2 separate regions of the Sus scrofa genome follow, and region 2 is linked to region 1. A link is a contact called in public promoter capture Hi-C data. All regions are on one chromosome and are shown on one strand. The core of a region is the stretch at or near the end of the contact, and the rest is flanking DNA. Distances in the headings are between cores, read along the strand shown. Region 1 holds the start of YEATS2 (YEATS domain-containing protein 2). Region 2 holds the start of MAP6D1 (MAP6 domain-containing protein 1).

Evidence for each region. Promoter capture Hi-C pulls out the DNA fragments that hold promoters and counts their contacts.
Region 2: a promoter capture Hi-C map of liver shows a contact between it and region 1, with 4 times the contacts expected there. The contact joins the promoter of MAP6D1 here to the promoter of YEATS2 in region 1. A contact is called at or near these places in 2 of 5 promoter capture datasets (fetal liver and liver) and 2 of 47 Hi-C or Micro-C datasets (embryonic fibroblasts and liver).

The regions. Positions count from the first base shown.
Region 1 is chr13:121,632,650-121,640,459 of Sscrofa11.1, forward strand. YEATS2 (YEATS domain-containing protein 2) reads left to right here and starts at 5,174. Exons shown (of 31, transcript XM_021069912.1): 1 at 5,174-5,403.
Region 2 is chr13:121,750,745-121,758,554 of Sscrofa11.1, forward strand. It overlaps MAP6D1 (MAP6 domain-containing protein 1), which reads right to left and starts at 4,738. Exons shown (of 6, transcript XM_021069929.1): 1 at 4,293-4,738. The coding sequence starts at 4,672.

The sequences.
Region 1 (7,810 bases), core at 3,924-6,423:
TGCCAACACCAGAAACCAGTCACTTCACTTCTTCTCCTAATCTTCTCCTTCAGGCCCACCTCCAGGGGGTGTGCAGGTAAATGCTGCCAAGGAGGCCTGGCCAAGAAAGGGCCTGGAATCCAGTCTCCAGCTGTGTGCCCCAGCACAGGCAGTGTGTACTTGAAGTATAGCGTGGCTTTTGCTCACGCGCATTTGGCTTAGCAGAGGCCAGTCCCTTTCTGTCTTCCCCTGGTCTTCTCCCAGTTCGATATCAACTCTCTTGATAGTTTCTCCACAATTCTTGAATCTTTCTGCTTCCCTCCATCTTCACTGCCCAATGTTAGACACCCTCATTTTCACCTGGATAATCGAATTGCTTTCCAACTAACTGCATGGCTGCTTCTTTGTTCACACACCCTTCCAATCACGCCCCACCCCTATGCCAGGTGGAAGACACTACTTTAAAAGGGCAAATTGGGAGTTCCCGTTGTGGCGCAGTGGTTAATGAATCCGACTAGGAACCATGAGGTTGCGGGTTCGATCCCTGCCCTATGCTCAGTGGGTTAACGATCCGGCGTTGCTGTGAGCTGCAGTGTAGGTTGCAGATGCGGCTCGGATCCCGCGTTGCTGTGGCTCTGGCGTAGGCCGGTGGCTACAGCTCCGATTCGACCCCTCGCCTGGGAACCTCCATATGCCGTGGGAGCGGCCCAAGAAATAGCAAAAAAAAAAAGACAAAAAAAAAAAAAAAAAAAAAGGGCAAATTGAGGAGTTCCCCTTGTGGCTCAGCAGCAAGGAATCTGACTAGCATCCATGAGGACGCAGGTTCTATCCCTGGCCTTGCTCAGTGGGCTAAGGATAGAGCATTGCTGTGGCTGTGTTGTAGGCAGCAGCTACAGCTCTGATTCAAACCCTAGCCTGGGAACCTCCATATGCCTCAGGTGCAGCCCTAAAAAATAAACAAAAAGATAAATAAATGGGCAAACTGAATACATTACTCCCCTGCTTGAACTCTTTGATGACTTTCTGTTGTTCTCAAGGTAAAGGATCCAGATCTTGCTCTTGTCTAATTCTCAGCCCCAAACCCAGCCGCTCTGCTCTTGCTTAATTTACTCTGGCTGTCTCACACTTTGTCTTGGGCTTTACCGTGACCCAACAGCTCCTACTGCTTTCAGGTTTCACTGAATACTTTTTCAGGGAGGGCTTTTCTACCTCCATATTAACTGTGATCCTCCTGTGATGTGTTTTCTTAGGATCCTGCCCATTTCCTTCATAGAGCTTATTTCTGTTACTGAAATACACACAGTGAGTGCATATGTCTTAAAATCTGTGGCTATGTTAATTCTCTTTAAATGATGCAAACTTTCTTGAGGGCTTTCATTCCTATTGAGGACTGGGCTAAATTTAAACTTGCCATACTACTCAGGCACAAAAAACAAATGAAATTTCGCCATTGCAGCAATATGGATAGCCTTGGAGGACATTATGCTACGTGAAATAAGTCAGACGGAGAAAGGCAAATGCTGTTTGACATCACTCATATGTCGAATTTAAAAAAATACAACAAACTGGAAGCTATCGTCATGGCACAGTGGTTAACGAATCTGACTAAGAACCATGCGGTTGCGGGTTCGATCCCTGGCCTCGCTCAATGGGTTAAGGATCTGGCATTGCCTTGACCCATGGTGCAGGTTGCAGACAAGGCTCAGATCCCGTGTTGCTGTGGCTGTGGCGTAGGCCAGCGGCTACAGCTCCAATTCAACACCTACCCTGGGAACCTCCATATGCCGCAGGAGCGGCCCTAGAAAAGGCAAAAAGACAAAAAAAATAAATAAATACAAATAAAAAATAAAAAAATAAAACAAACTAGTGAATAAAACAAAAAAGAGGCAGACCCACAGATATAGAGAACAAACTAGTGGTTACCAGTGTGGAGAGGGAAAGGGGAGCGGTAAAATCGGGGTAGGAGAAAAAAGGAATTGTTTATTGTGTGATTACATGAGATCTTGTGTGTGAAACTTTAGAAAATTGTAAAGCACTACAGAATTTAATGAATCTTTCATTCAATTAAAAAAAAAATTCTGGCAAGTTCCCATGGCGGCCTAGAAGTAACAAACCCAACTAGTATCCATCCCTGGCCTTGCTCAGTGGGTTAAGGACCTGGTATTGCCATGAGTGGTGGTGTAGGATGCAGATGAAGCTCAGATCCAGATTGCTGTGGCTCTGGTATAGTCGGTGGCTACAGCTCCAAATAGACCCCTAGCCTGGGAACCTCCATATGCCCCAGGAGCGGCTCTAGAAAAGGCAAAAAGATTAAAAAAAAAAAAAAAGAACAAAATTGCAGTCCTATCAGAACTTTCCCCTCCCCACTCCCATCCCTTCCCAAGATGGTCTGCAGGATCAAAGGGAAGATTTGAGGCAGTGGCCAGAGGGGTCTCAGATCTGTGTGCAGAGCTCTGAGCTGTTAGCCTGGGTCTCCCTGGCCTCTCCAGCCATGTGCCTAGTCACTCCTAGTCACCAGGGCCCTGGTGGTATAAGGTGTTCAGGTTGTTGGCTGGTAAGCTCATGATATGTTGCTTTAGCACCTTGAGAGTCTGATGTCTCACCTCCCACCCTCACTCCTCCATCCCTTTTCCTCTTATGACCTGACTTGGGGGCACTTTGGCTCTTGCTGGGCATTTCAGTGCTGGCCATCCTTGGGGTATTGGCCACATTTTCTAGCTATTCCCTGCTAATTAATCCACCACAAGGCCTGACCTCTGGTTTAGGATCACCTGGCCCCTGGCAGAGTACCCACTGCCCTGGCCATGGCTCTCAACCATGCTACTTTCTGCTTTCCTGGCAGAAGTCATACAGAGAAGTCTGGGTTTCTGGCACACCATCCTCAAATCATGGACATGCAGCAACACTACCTCAGATTCCTCTTTCTCCCTAATGCTACTGTCTGCTCCTGAGCTCTAATCAAAGTGAGACTTCTGCTAGAATTGGGCACCCTTCTAAGCTGGGCCAGGGGAAGTGGGCTTCTAGTCTCCTCCATACTTAGCTGGATATGTCCAGGGTTAAAGCCCCAAAGTAGGACAACACAGACACTCAGGCTGACTACTTACCCTACCTCTTCCTCCATGAAATTTATTTTTATCTCTCCAATTTCTAGTCTCTCTCTGGGTTTTAGCTTAAGGCTCAGGGAGTCATTTCCTGGCCTTTCAGATTGGACTGACTGCAAATTTCACAAGTTCAGGAACCGTTTTGTTCATTTCTGACCCAAGTATCTAATATAGTGCTGGCACAGAGTGCCAGGACACAGAATAGAAACAATAAAAATTTGTTGAACCAATTATAGCTAATCTGTCTTTACCCCTAGAAGACCTGAAAGTTAGGAGGCCAAGAGTGACATTTATAAACCCCTCTATTCCCTTATCATGGAGGGCTTAGGAGTAAGTTCCTGGCCCAGCTCTTCATCTACCCATGCATTCAACAAATACTTTTTGAGCAGTTCCAGATATGGCACAGTGGGTTAAGGATCTAATATTGTCTTTGTGGTGGCTTGGGTCGATGATAAGGTGTGGGCGCAAACCCTGGCCAGGTGCAATGGGTTAAGTGAGTTTAGTGGGTTAAGGATCCATTGGGTTAATACAGTGGGTTAAGGATGCAGTGCCACAACTGTGGCCTATGTTACAGCTGCAGCTTGTCTGGGAACTTCCATAAGCCGAAGTGCAGCCAAAAAAGGCGGGGGGGGTGGGATTTAAAGAAAAACAAATACTCCTCAGAAAACTAAATATAAAACTGCCATATGATATAGCAATCCCACTCCTGGGCATATATCCAGACAAAACTACAATTCAAAAAGATACACCCATATGTTCACAGCAGCACTACTGAAAATAGCCAAAACATGGAAACAACCTAAATGTCCATCGACAGATGAATGGATTAAGATGAGGTACATATACACAATGGAATACTACTTAGCCATAAAAAGACCAAGATAATGCCATTTTCAGCAACATGTATGCAACTAGAGATTCTCATACTAAGTGAAGTCAGAAAGAGAAAGACAAATACCATCTACCACTTGTATGTGGAATCTAATATGTGGCAAAATGAACCTATCTATAGAACAGAAACAGGCTCAGGACATGAAGAACAGACTTGTGGTTGCCAAGGAGAGGAGAGAATGAGATAGACAGGGAGTTTGGGGTTAGTAGATGCAAACTATTACATTTAGAATGGATAGGCAGTGAAAAGTCTTACCGTATGACACAGGGAACTGAGTCCAATCTCTGGGGTTAGAACATGATGGAGGATGATATGAGAAAAAGAATGTGTATATATATGTGTGTATATATATATATATCTAGGTCACTTTGCTGTACAACAGAAATTGGCACAAAATTGTAAACCAACTATAATTAAAAAATGTAAAAAAAAGCTTTTGAGTGCGCATTATGTGCAGTGCACTGGGCTTGCTATTGGAGACACAGGAGTAAATCCTTTAAAACATTTTTATTAAACATTAAATACATCCAAAAATTGATAACATATACATAAGTAAAAAAAATATATAAAGCGAACTCCCTCTAAACCTTGGTAAATCCAACGATAAATCTTTACATAGTGAGAATAGATTGAAGGGGACAGAAACAAATCTCTGGAGACCAAATGGGAGGCTACAGAATCCTCAGGAGGGGAGATGATGGGGTCTATGGCAGGGTAGGACAGAGAGAGGACAAGGCAAGGTTGCGCTTAAGAGATATTTAAGCGGCAAACAATACTTTATGGATTGTTACTAGTTGTATGACCCAGATAAGTCCTCACCTTTCCCAGACTCAGTTTCTGCATCTGTAAAATAGGTTAACAACTATAGCTATTTGTATATCTAGCACAAAGCTTGGTACAAGCACACACACAAATCATAGCTACTGCTGTTACTGCTATGTTAGCTTCATAATTGCCGGGAGAACGAATATTCTGTCTTTGGGCTGAAACTCGCTATCTTCCTCTAAGGAGTAAAATGATACACGGTGATGCCTTTACCAGAACCCGTGACTATTCTCCCCAGACAGAGTGGCCGCGCGGGGCAGTGCCGAGCAGGGCTGTGCGGCGGCGGCGGGGTGAGAGTCTGGGTCAGCTCCAGCTCCGCCGCGGCGCCGGCCCCGCCCATAACCCTGCGAGCTCCGCCTCCGGAACCGCGCGCGCCGCCGCCGCTGCCGCCGCCGCAGCGCGCGCCCCGCCCCGCCCCTGCTGGTGACGTGCGAGCCAAACGGGCCGGGCGGGCTCCACCGAGCCGTGTGCTTCCTCGGGTTCTGGGGTCGCCGGGGCCTCGTGGCGGGGCGGCTCCTCGGGGGCTTGACCTGCCCCCTCCCCTCCCCCGTGCCCTCTCGCGGTGCCCGGCGGGGCCTGCGCTTCAGCCGGAGACCCGGAAAAAGGGTGAGTGTTGGCGGGAGCAGGATGGGACCGCCTTGCGCGCGCTCCGCTCTCCGGGGCATTGTCTGGGCGGGGGCGGCGCGGGCACGTGCGTGCCCCTCCCCCACTCCGCCGCGCCCCCCGCCCCCGGCTGAGGGGAAGGAGGGGGCGGGTGACTGGCGGGGAGAGGATCCGGAGGAGGAGGTTGGGTCCGGATGAGTGTGTGCGGCGGAGGCGTCTCCGAAGCGGGAACCCGGAATTTGGGTGTGTGGAGATATCTTTTTCTTAGCGGCACCGTACTGTCTCAGGGGATAGCGGTCCCTTGAGCCCCAGTGGCCGGAGCTTTTAGGGTGTTAAACGCGGTGGCCTGTGATGGGATTGGGGATGAGATTTGGCCCCAGGACAAGCAAGTTGTGGATTTATTAGCAAGAATCCTGGAATCTCTCTCCAACCTGTCGCCTTCCCTACTGTTCCCCTCCACCGTGAAGGATGAACAGGATGTAAAAAGGTTGGAGGATATTCCGGGGATGATGCCCGAGTTTAAAGCACCAAAGGTGTGAGACAGTGCGGGGTTGGAGTGGAAGGCTTGGGAAAATGAGTACTCGGAAGAAAGGCTGGTTTGGTGGGTTGTGGCCAGATTGCAGGAAACAATGAGGTTTGTATTATAACCTTTTTCTTTTTTTTTTTTCTATTATGAAAGTAATTATGTTAACAAAAATAGCAAGTAGAGGAGGAAAATATCACCAGTAATTCTACAGCCCTGACACATCATTCTTAGAGTTTTGATATATGTTTGCTAGTATTTTCTTTTAAGCTTATAACAGTTAAGGAGTTTTAACTACAATTTTCCATTCCCTTTTCTCATTAACATGTAAAATGTGATGTAATAGCATGTAGTGTTCAGCAATATAATTTGCTCTTAATAAGCAGGGAGCACGTATTCATCATAGAAAAATTTAAAAACACAGGCAAGAAAGTGAGGAAAAGTACCCTTGTTTTTACTGTCTAGAGATATTATCACTGCATGCATATATTTGGCTGTAAATGTTCTAAGATAGGAGCAGGTGAGGGAGGCTGTTTTTAGGATTTGGGTTTTTATGAGAACCTTTGAAGATTTTAAGGCAAGTAGCATAATCTGACTACCGAGAAAGAGGGCAAAAGTGGAAGCTAGGCGATCAGTTAGTTTACAGTACCTTGGACTAGGTCCGTGGAGGTGGAGATGGAGGAGAGTAGAATGATTAACAGATATTCTCGAGGTAGAATGAACAAGACTTGGAAATGGATTGGTGAGGGAAAGGGAGAACTCTGCTTTTTGATAATTGTTTTGAGCAACTATGAGTAGATGGAGGCATTTACTGAGAAGAATGGAGAAGAGAAATTTGAGGTGGGGGAGACCATGAGTTCCATTTGGGGGTTATTAAATTTGGAATGTATACTAAATATGAAGTAGGTATGTTGAGGCAGTTGGACGTGCAGGTTTGGTGCTCCCACAAGAGAAAGCCTAGAGCTGGAGATAAAAAAGATTGGCAGAGTACTCAGTATATAGACAATATTCAAAATTATGGGACTATAGGAGATAACTTAGGGAAAGAGTGTAGGTAGAGAAGTGAAAATTGAGTGAGGCTTAGGCACTCTAATGCTTGGAGGTCTTGTTGAGGAAGAAGATTGAGCACAGGACAGAAGAAACAGCCAGTGGCATAAGAGGAAAAGCAGGAGACTGGTGTCATGGAAGCCACGAGAGAACTTCTGGAAGATGGAGACTTGCTCTGTCAATGCCAATGAAATTTTTAATGAGATACTCAATTGGATGTTATTAGTTTGGACATTGGTATTACTATCCGGAGTTCTAGAAGTGGGAGGTGTAAACAGATTGGAATAATTGAATGGACAAGAGGAAATGAAGACAGTGAGGATGAATTAGAAACAAATGGCCCTTGTTGAAGACACCTTATTTTCATCTCCACCCATACTAAATTTGATAGATGAAAAATGGTGGCTTGCTTGTTTCATTCCCTAATTCCTAGTATGTTTGAACATTTTTTTCATGGTTATTGGCCATTTGTGGATTTCTGATCCTATCATCTGCGTATATTTGTGTTTGTCATTTTTCTAACTCATTGATTTTCTCTTGTCAGGAGTTCCGTAGATTCTAAAAATATGTGGCTTGATAGCGCTCACAGAATTTTCCTCGTGTGTCCTCCTCTCCCTCCATTCCCTGGGAATAAATTAATTTATTACATATGTTCCATCAAGAAGGACATGGTTAATACCATACTTATCATTTAACTCTTACATATACTTTTTTCAATTGTAGTAAAATCCGCATAACATAAAATTTACCACCATAACCATTTTTAAATATACAGTTCAGTGGGATTAAATACATTCATAATGTTGTGTCTATCTCTACAAGTCTTTTCATCATATAAAA
Region 2 (7,810 bases), core at 3,488-5,987, 120 kb after region 1:
CTGGCCTGCACGGGGCCTTAAGGGGAGCACTTTCCAGCCGTGCCCTCCAGGGCTCCCTCTCTCGTCTCCAGGCCACTTCAAAGGGTCCTGGAAGCCCAGAACCAGCGAAGTCGCTCACCTCCAGCCCATGTCACTGGCGGACCTTAGATCCTGAGGAGGTGCTGGCCTGGACAGTGCACAGCACAGTCCTCCATAGTTACCACTTAGGAGGAAAATGAGGCTCAGGGTTATGTTTAATTTTTAGTAATTTTTTAATTATCTGCTGCAAAAGGGAATAAATCATGGTGACTCTCTCAAGAAACTAAAGATGGCCTGGCTTTTGCCTGTTGCTGTGTGCTCGTGCAGTGCAGGGAGGGATGGTGGTCTGCCCCCGGCTTGGGGTAGAAGCTCCCTGGAGGGAAGGGACAAGGCTGGCACAGCCTAGCTCCTTGTGCTCAGCGTTCCATGTTCTTTAACTCTTCAATTCCTTTAAACAAACAAAAGAAGACCTATTTTAATTCTATCAACTACACTATTAAATGGCAGAGCGCTCCCGTGCCCACAGGAACCCTTGTCATAGTGATGTTGTAGGGGAAAGTGTCCAGCTGGCCGGGGGCAGCACCCACATGTGGGCTGGGTCTGAGCCTATCTCCCATCCACAGTCCTGGCAGGATTCCAGGCCCTGAGGTCAACAAAGCTGCCTTTTCTCCCTGGCAGCAGCACAGCTGGGCACCACTGGGCAGGCCACGTGTGCAGAGAGCAGCTGTGTTTTTTCATGGTCAGCACTTGGGTGCCAGGAAGTGAACTGGGCCAGGGCCCTATCAGATAATTTTTGCTTCCAAAGCTGCAAGGTTTCAAGACCAGCTGCCCAAGCCATCTGCTGCTCTGTTTCCTCTGGGAAGCAGGTCCTCCCCTGGGTGTGCCCTTCTGTTCCCAAACTGAGCTGTGCCTTGGGCCAGGCAGCCCAAGCCTGCTACCTCAGGGTGGTTGCAGGGGGTCCCAGAGCAGGAGGCAACCAGAGCCAGGAGCTAGAGCAGTGCCTGTGGCTGCTCCTGGGGCAGGGCTGGTACTAGAGCTAGGAGCAGGGGAGATACTACAGTGGGGATGGAGAAGGGACACTGCAGACAGGGCCTGGTAACTGCCCAGAAGAGGAAGCAGGCAGACTCATGGCTCTACATGAGATAATAAAAATACCGGACTAGCCAAGTTCACTGTGCCTCCCCCCACCAAGCAGACTCCACTATCATCCACCTCATGGGAGCCTCAGCTGGACTCTGAGGGCCACAGTCCCTCCCACCGAGAGGCAGAGGACCACTCAGGGTATCATAGACTGAGGATCCTGGGCCTGGGTTGTCAGCCCAAAACGGCTTCAAGCAAATCGCTTAACTTCCCTGAGCTTTCAAGTTGGACAGTTGGAAAAGAGGGAGTTAAGTCTGGCACTTTGACTATTAGCCCTTTAACTGACTCAACCCAGGAAGGAGGGAGGAAGATGACTGAGGAAGGAGATCGTCCAGAAGTGGGAGAAGCTAGAGTTCTGGAGGGGGAGACTCTAGAAGGAACTGGTCAGGAGGAGAGTCCCAGGCTGGCAGTGGGCAGGACCCCGCTGCCCATCTGGCTGAGCGAGTGAGGCAGGTCAGTTCTCACCTGGAGACCAGGGCCCTGGCAAGGAAGGAACTGCTGGGGTGAAGAAAAGTAGCCACAGTACTATGATCTCTTAGGTTCCCTGTGAGCATCTTTCAAGAAGGCAAGCGGGATGGAGTCGCTCATGTCAGTAGTAGAGCCAGGAGGTAGAGGGTCCCAGAAGTCAGCTGGCATGGTGCTGGGGGAGCCAAGTTCAGCAGTGACCTGTGTCTCTGCCAGGCAGCCCAGCTCTTACTATTTCTGCTTTACAAATGAGGAAAGGGTCAGAGGGACAAGAGATCCACCAAGCTTAGACACCAGGAGTGAGAGCTAAGAGCTCAGTGTGTCCCAACGCTTGTCGATATCTGCTCACCCCTGATCAAGGAACTGCCTGATCCAGAGGCGGCAGCATCTTAGGGGATGATAACCTGTTGGGGGCATCAGTTTAGCCTCTAGGTAAGACACACTCAGATTCCACTCTGCTCTGCTCTGCGTGAGCTCACAACAGCCACTCAGGTTGCTCATCTGTAGAGTGGGAACAGCAAGAACTGAACTGATCCCAGAGGGTTAGTGTGCATCTTCGGGAGACAATACATGGGAACCCCGAAGCCTGGTGCCTGGCTCATGCTAACCAAAGAGTATTAACTAGTACCTTTAGTATCACTTGAGCTGGAAGGACCAGCAAGACATTTCAATCTGCCATCTGCTCATCAAAGGTGAGGGACTGCTTCTAAAAGCTCAGCCTTCACTGGACACTCCCAGTGAGCAGCTCAGCACCAGGCGAGGCTCACCCATCACACTCAATCCTAGTTATTAGAAAGCGCTTCCCTTCCTTAAGCTGAAGCCTTCTCCCTGCCAGCTCTGCCCTGGGTCTGCACATTTGAGGGTGCTGCACACTCAGGACTTCTGGCCTTTGAGACCCATCACCACTCAGGCCACTGCAGCTGGTTCAGGGTCTGGTCATGCATCAGTTAGCACTGTCCACTGCCTGCCTAGGGCCTGGCACTGTGGCTCAGTGTTTGTTCCACCCAATGTCCTTGCCTGCGTTTCTGCAGCTCAGTTTGAGCACACATCCCTGAACACAGGCCTCACCCTGCAACAGTCACTCCCACTGAATTCCTTAAAACCTGCATGTCCATGAAGGCACCTCTGGGAGATGGAATGTTCCACCTGTCTTGATTATGGTAGTGATGCCCAGCTGTATACTTATAATGGATGGAAATTTTACCTCAATACATTTGCCTTTTTTTTTTTTTAACAGTTGCTTTTTAAAAGTAATAAAATTATAGGGAAAAGTTCATACCTTTTGGTCTTTAATTCCACAGGTAGGAATTTATACTAAAGAAATTATGGTATAAGCAAAGACTGGTATAAGCAAAGAATGCTTATCATAGAAATTATTTTTCTCTAAAAAAATTTTGTTAAAGGTAATAAACATATTTTTGAAGCAGTGGCTCAAAAGAGCAAAGGGAAAAGTCCTTCAGTCTCCTTCCACCCCCAGGGAGCATCCACAACTCCTTCCCCTTCTTCCTCTCCCTCGAGATTACCATTTTTTCACGCATCCATGCAGAGGCATCTTACACTTATTTCAGCAGCTATGTATATTTCAGCCCCTTTAAAAACACAAATAGTAGCAGACATACGGTTCTGCATCTTTTTTTGACAGGTACCTATGGAAGATCTACTATCAGGACATTCTGGGTTTCCCAGAGCCCATCCTATGGCAGCGCTATAATTAAAGGATAGTGGAACTGTTTCCATTTTCTGCTGTACAGTGTTAACACATACCTTATATTCCTTAGCTCCCACCCTATGTTCAGGGTTACCTGTAGGGAAAATTTCTGGAAATGAAGTAACTAGATCAAAAGAACAGTGTTTGTAATAGGCCCAAATTAGAAACATTCCTAAACATTCAATGACATGAGAGTAGGTTAGTATTTGGACATACTGCCTACTCATTAAAATTCATGTTGTAGAAGAACATCTAGTAACAGACCTATATACACAAGACATGAAAAAAGTGTACAGTACAAATCTAACCATCGAAGAATTATAAACAGATATGCACTCCAATCCATATTAAGGATTAGAAACAACAGTTTGGGGTAGGATGAAGGGTAAACCCATTTTCTACACTACACAAAATAATTTCTGTGATTTCAAATTTTTCTACAGTGAGTACACATCACTGTTGTAATAAGAAGGGCAAAACCCCTCAGTTGTCCAGGCCAGAGCTGAGGACACATAGGCCTGCCCTCAGTCACTCAGTGGGATCCCCAGGGGACCACCCACTAGGAAGCCGTGCACTTGGTCCTCACCACAAACAGAAGACACTGGCTCAGGCAGCTGGACTGCGCGCACCTCTCCTATGGCTGGGCCCCCCTGGTGGAAGTTAAGGGGAAGCAGGTTTAACTCAGTTGAGGGCAAGCATTTCTGACAGGACTGCCCGAGAAGCCAGCGAGTGAGGCAGTGAGCTCCCCACCGAGGTGAGTCTGGTCAGGGAGCACAGGAGACGCTGGCAGTGCCAGGGACCAAAGCGGATTACCTCAGAGGCCGCCTGCAGCTCTTAAGTTGTGTGTGGGATGGGAGCTCCAGGCTCCTCCTCCCTCCTAACCACCCTGGTGCTCCTGGCTCCCGGGGCTCAGACCCCTCCGACATGGGGCCCAGATACCGTGCGCTCCCCTGACCCTCACCTGTACGACGTGGTCGCCGCTGCAGCTCCGTCCGCATCTCCGATGGGGAGCACATACACCCCCCGGCCAGGGGGCGCTGGGGGCTTGACCCTGCGGCTGCCCGCCCCGGGCCTGCGAGCCTGTGCTGTATCTCTCGGCCCCGCGGGCGCTGTCCACACGCCAAAGTCCCGCTGGTACTGAGTAAGCGGCACGTCCCGGCTGGGGTCCCGGCCGCCCACAGGGGACGGGCACTTGCGCGAGGCGGCACTGCCCGGGCCCGGCTCCTCGATCTCGAGGTCCGAATAGCTGTGCAGGGTCAATGGCACGGCCACGTCGGAGCGGTCCAGCTGGTTCCAGCGCCGCGCCAGGCAGCAGAGGCGGCTGATGCAGGGCCACGCCATGCCGGCCCGGCCGCCGCTCGGCTCCCCGCGCTCCGGCCGCGCTGCCCGCCCGCGGCCCCGCCCCCGCAGCCCTCCCTGCGCCGCCGCAGCTCCGCCCCCTGGCCTAGGGGTGGCCACCCAGGGAGCTGGAGGGCTGGGGACCGCGCCAAGAGGCCAGGGCCGCGTGTGCTGGGATGCAGCAGCCTTGGCGAGGGAAGAGAGCGCGACTGGAGGGGTGCCAAAGCCATAGTGGGTTTGTGGGGGGTAGGGCTAAAACCGCCCGGAGGCATTTACAAGTGTCCAATTTGAAGAATGTTTCGTAATTTAATCCGAAATTCCTTAAATGTTATTTTATAAATTGGACCCAGCTTCGCAGAGGCCGAGGGCTGCCTGGCGACAATTACTAGTTGATTGCCCTGGGCCAGCACCCAGGCCGCAGCACGCCTCCCCAGGGTCTGTGTGGTCTTGCCGACGGGGTAGCAGCCAGATTTGTGCGCGGCTGCACCACGGGGCTCGCAAGCAGGGGTAGAGGCAGAGATGAGAGGATCCACAGGGAAGACCTGCGCTTCCCAGAGAACGCGTGTGTGAATCAGCCTTTATAATGCCAAATTTGTGAAGGCCAATTCAGCTTCCATTGGCATTTCCTGAGGTCTAAAATCCCTAATTTTAAGGCATGGGCCACAAAGTCTTGATTTAGCTTTATAAAGCTGCTACGAATTTTTGGCTGCTGTTAAAAAAGTTCCCTAGAGCTAAGTATGGGGAATCTTCCAGGCTAAAGATCTGTCTGTTTAAGGCATGACAGGGTATCAAACAACTCCCTGGCCACTCTTAAAAGGCTTCCTGAATGTTTGACATAAGCCTTCAGTATGCACCGCGGACCAATTACTAACAACACTAGTGAAACAGCATTAACCACCTAGAACTCCATCTCAAGCCTACATTTGGACGGTGTCCAGACTGCACCTCAGAAAACTGCAGTACAGCCACTGCCAGAGAGAATACAGATTCCTCTCCCAAACTATTGCCTGTCTTAGCTTGAAGGCACAGCAAAGTGACATGACAAATGCCCCAAAGTGGCAGCAGTTCAGCTGCTTCAGCCAGGCCATGGCCCAAGAGACAGCAGAAGAGGAGCCGTGTGTACTGAGGACACTGGGAGACTGAACACCTGCTTAGGTAAGCTGCCTTTGTGCGACCCTGGGTGCCAAGGCCCCAGGTCAGCCACTCTAGAGATCAGTGACTAAAACACTCCATCATGCAGGAAAAAAAGAACAGCTCTTCTTGTTTTGATTTCTCCATTAATTAAACAGAGAGCAGTTACTGTGTGCCTAGAGTAATGCTGGTGCCTTCAGGTTTGCAGTGCAGTGGGCAGCAGACACGGAAACCAGTGTGACAGAACTTTCCAACAGTGGAAGGAGGACCGGGGGTTGGACTTGCTGCCTGTAACAAGGGAGGGCGGCTGGGTCGGGTGAGAATGCAGAGTCCAGGGGCCAAGGGTTCAGTCAGAGGCAGCAGAGGCTGGACCATGGAGGGCTTGCTTGGTAGCCACACTAGGGAGTTTAAGTTCTTCACAGATGACAAAAGGAAACGACTAAAGTGTTTTGAGTGTTCTGTGGCCCTATGGAAAAGTACAAGGACATTTTGGAGAGCAATTGGAGAGCAGTCTTAACAGTCCAGGTTAGAGACAAGGGATTGGACTTAAGGCACAGAAATAAGAGGAGAGGGAATCTAGAATGGCTCCAGGTTTCCGACCTGAGCCAGAAGTGGTATTTGATGTACCTGTGCAGTGGGGTCCCAGCACGTAGACACGTACTGAGAGCATGGAGACATTCCGTGGGTCCAGAGCTCAAATGAGATAACTGAAGCCCCAGGAAGCAGAAGAGAGATGAGACAGCTAAGGCTGCACTCCTGGGACCCCACACTTCAGAGGACAGTGGGGGCAGCACAGGCTGAGGGGCACACAAGCCAGGCAGACCACGGCCTTGGGGTGGTCATGTGTCAGCATAGAAGCCAAGATGAGAAATTAAGATACCCCAGCAAGCAAACAGGACAACAGGGACAGTTTCCAAAGCTGCGGACAGTTAGGCTTGTGCTTCCAGAGCTGTGTGCTGACCTCCGAAGGCCTGTCACAGGGAAAACGGTGACTTTCTAACCGCTCCTTCCCAAACCATCACAAAGCAGGGAGAGGAACCGTGTCTTCATTGCCTGTTTTCCTGGTCTGCCCACAGAGGACAGGAATTTCATTTTGGCCTCCATACGGAATGTCCATATGATAACAGCCTCACATCCCATTTTTGAAAAACACCACTTGCCTCATCCGTAGGTCACAGGGTTGTTAGCATCACTACATATTCAGAAACACAAAGCACAGCAGTGTGACCTTGGGCACCGCCCACACACCACTGCCCTGGCTCCTTACTGGCAAAATGAGGGCTGGGTTAAAAAATTTTTCTCCCCTCACAGTGACATCAGAATAGAATCCTCTGCCTGGGAGAATGACTGGAACTTTGCAGTAGAGAAGAGTCCAGCTTGGTGGAAAAAATAAGAACCACCAATTTCTGGACAATTCCTATGTGCTGGGTATGTGGTGCCATTCAGCTCTCAATACCACGTGCAGTGGGCACCACTCCCTCTCCCTGGGAGGAGGGAGCCATGCTGTGCCCACCGCAACCCAAGCTCAGCCCTCCTGTACAAGGTGCAAAATTTAATGTGACCTTTTGAGAGCGCCAGATTTTAAAACTCTCCTATAAATCCTTTCAAGAAAAACGCTGAAATTCTCAAACTGCATTTCCCAAAAGTAACTCTCAATCATGAGGACAAGTCAGTTTCGCTACAGTGAAGCTGTATGATGATGACTACATCAGGAAGATGCGCCACTTCAAAGAAGGTACATTTCCCAACATAAGATGAAATTAGGCTCAGAGTCAAGTCTGAGTTTATACAAGATACTTCCTACTAATTCTTAATTTAGCTACAACTTTAACCTAGAAAGCAAAACCTAAAAATAGCTTTTTGTATATGCCGCTCACTGCCACAAAATGTTACCTTTCTTGGGAAATTTTAGAAAATAATGCCGCTGTTGTTTCAGACCATGCCAGAGAGAAGTTGCTCTTAACTTTTACCTGTCAACCAAGCAAGGAGAGGGCTGGGTAAATAAGAGTA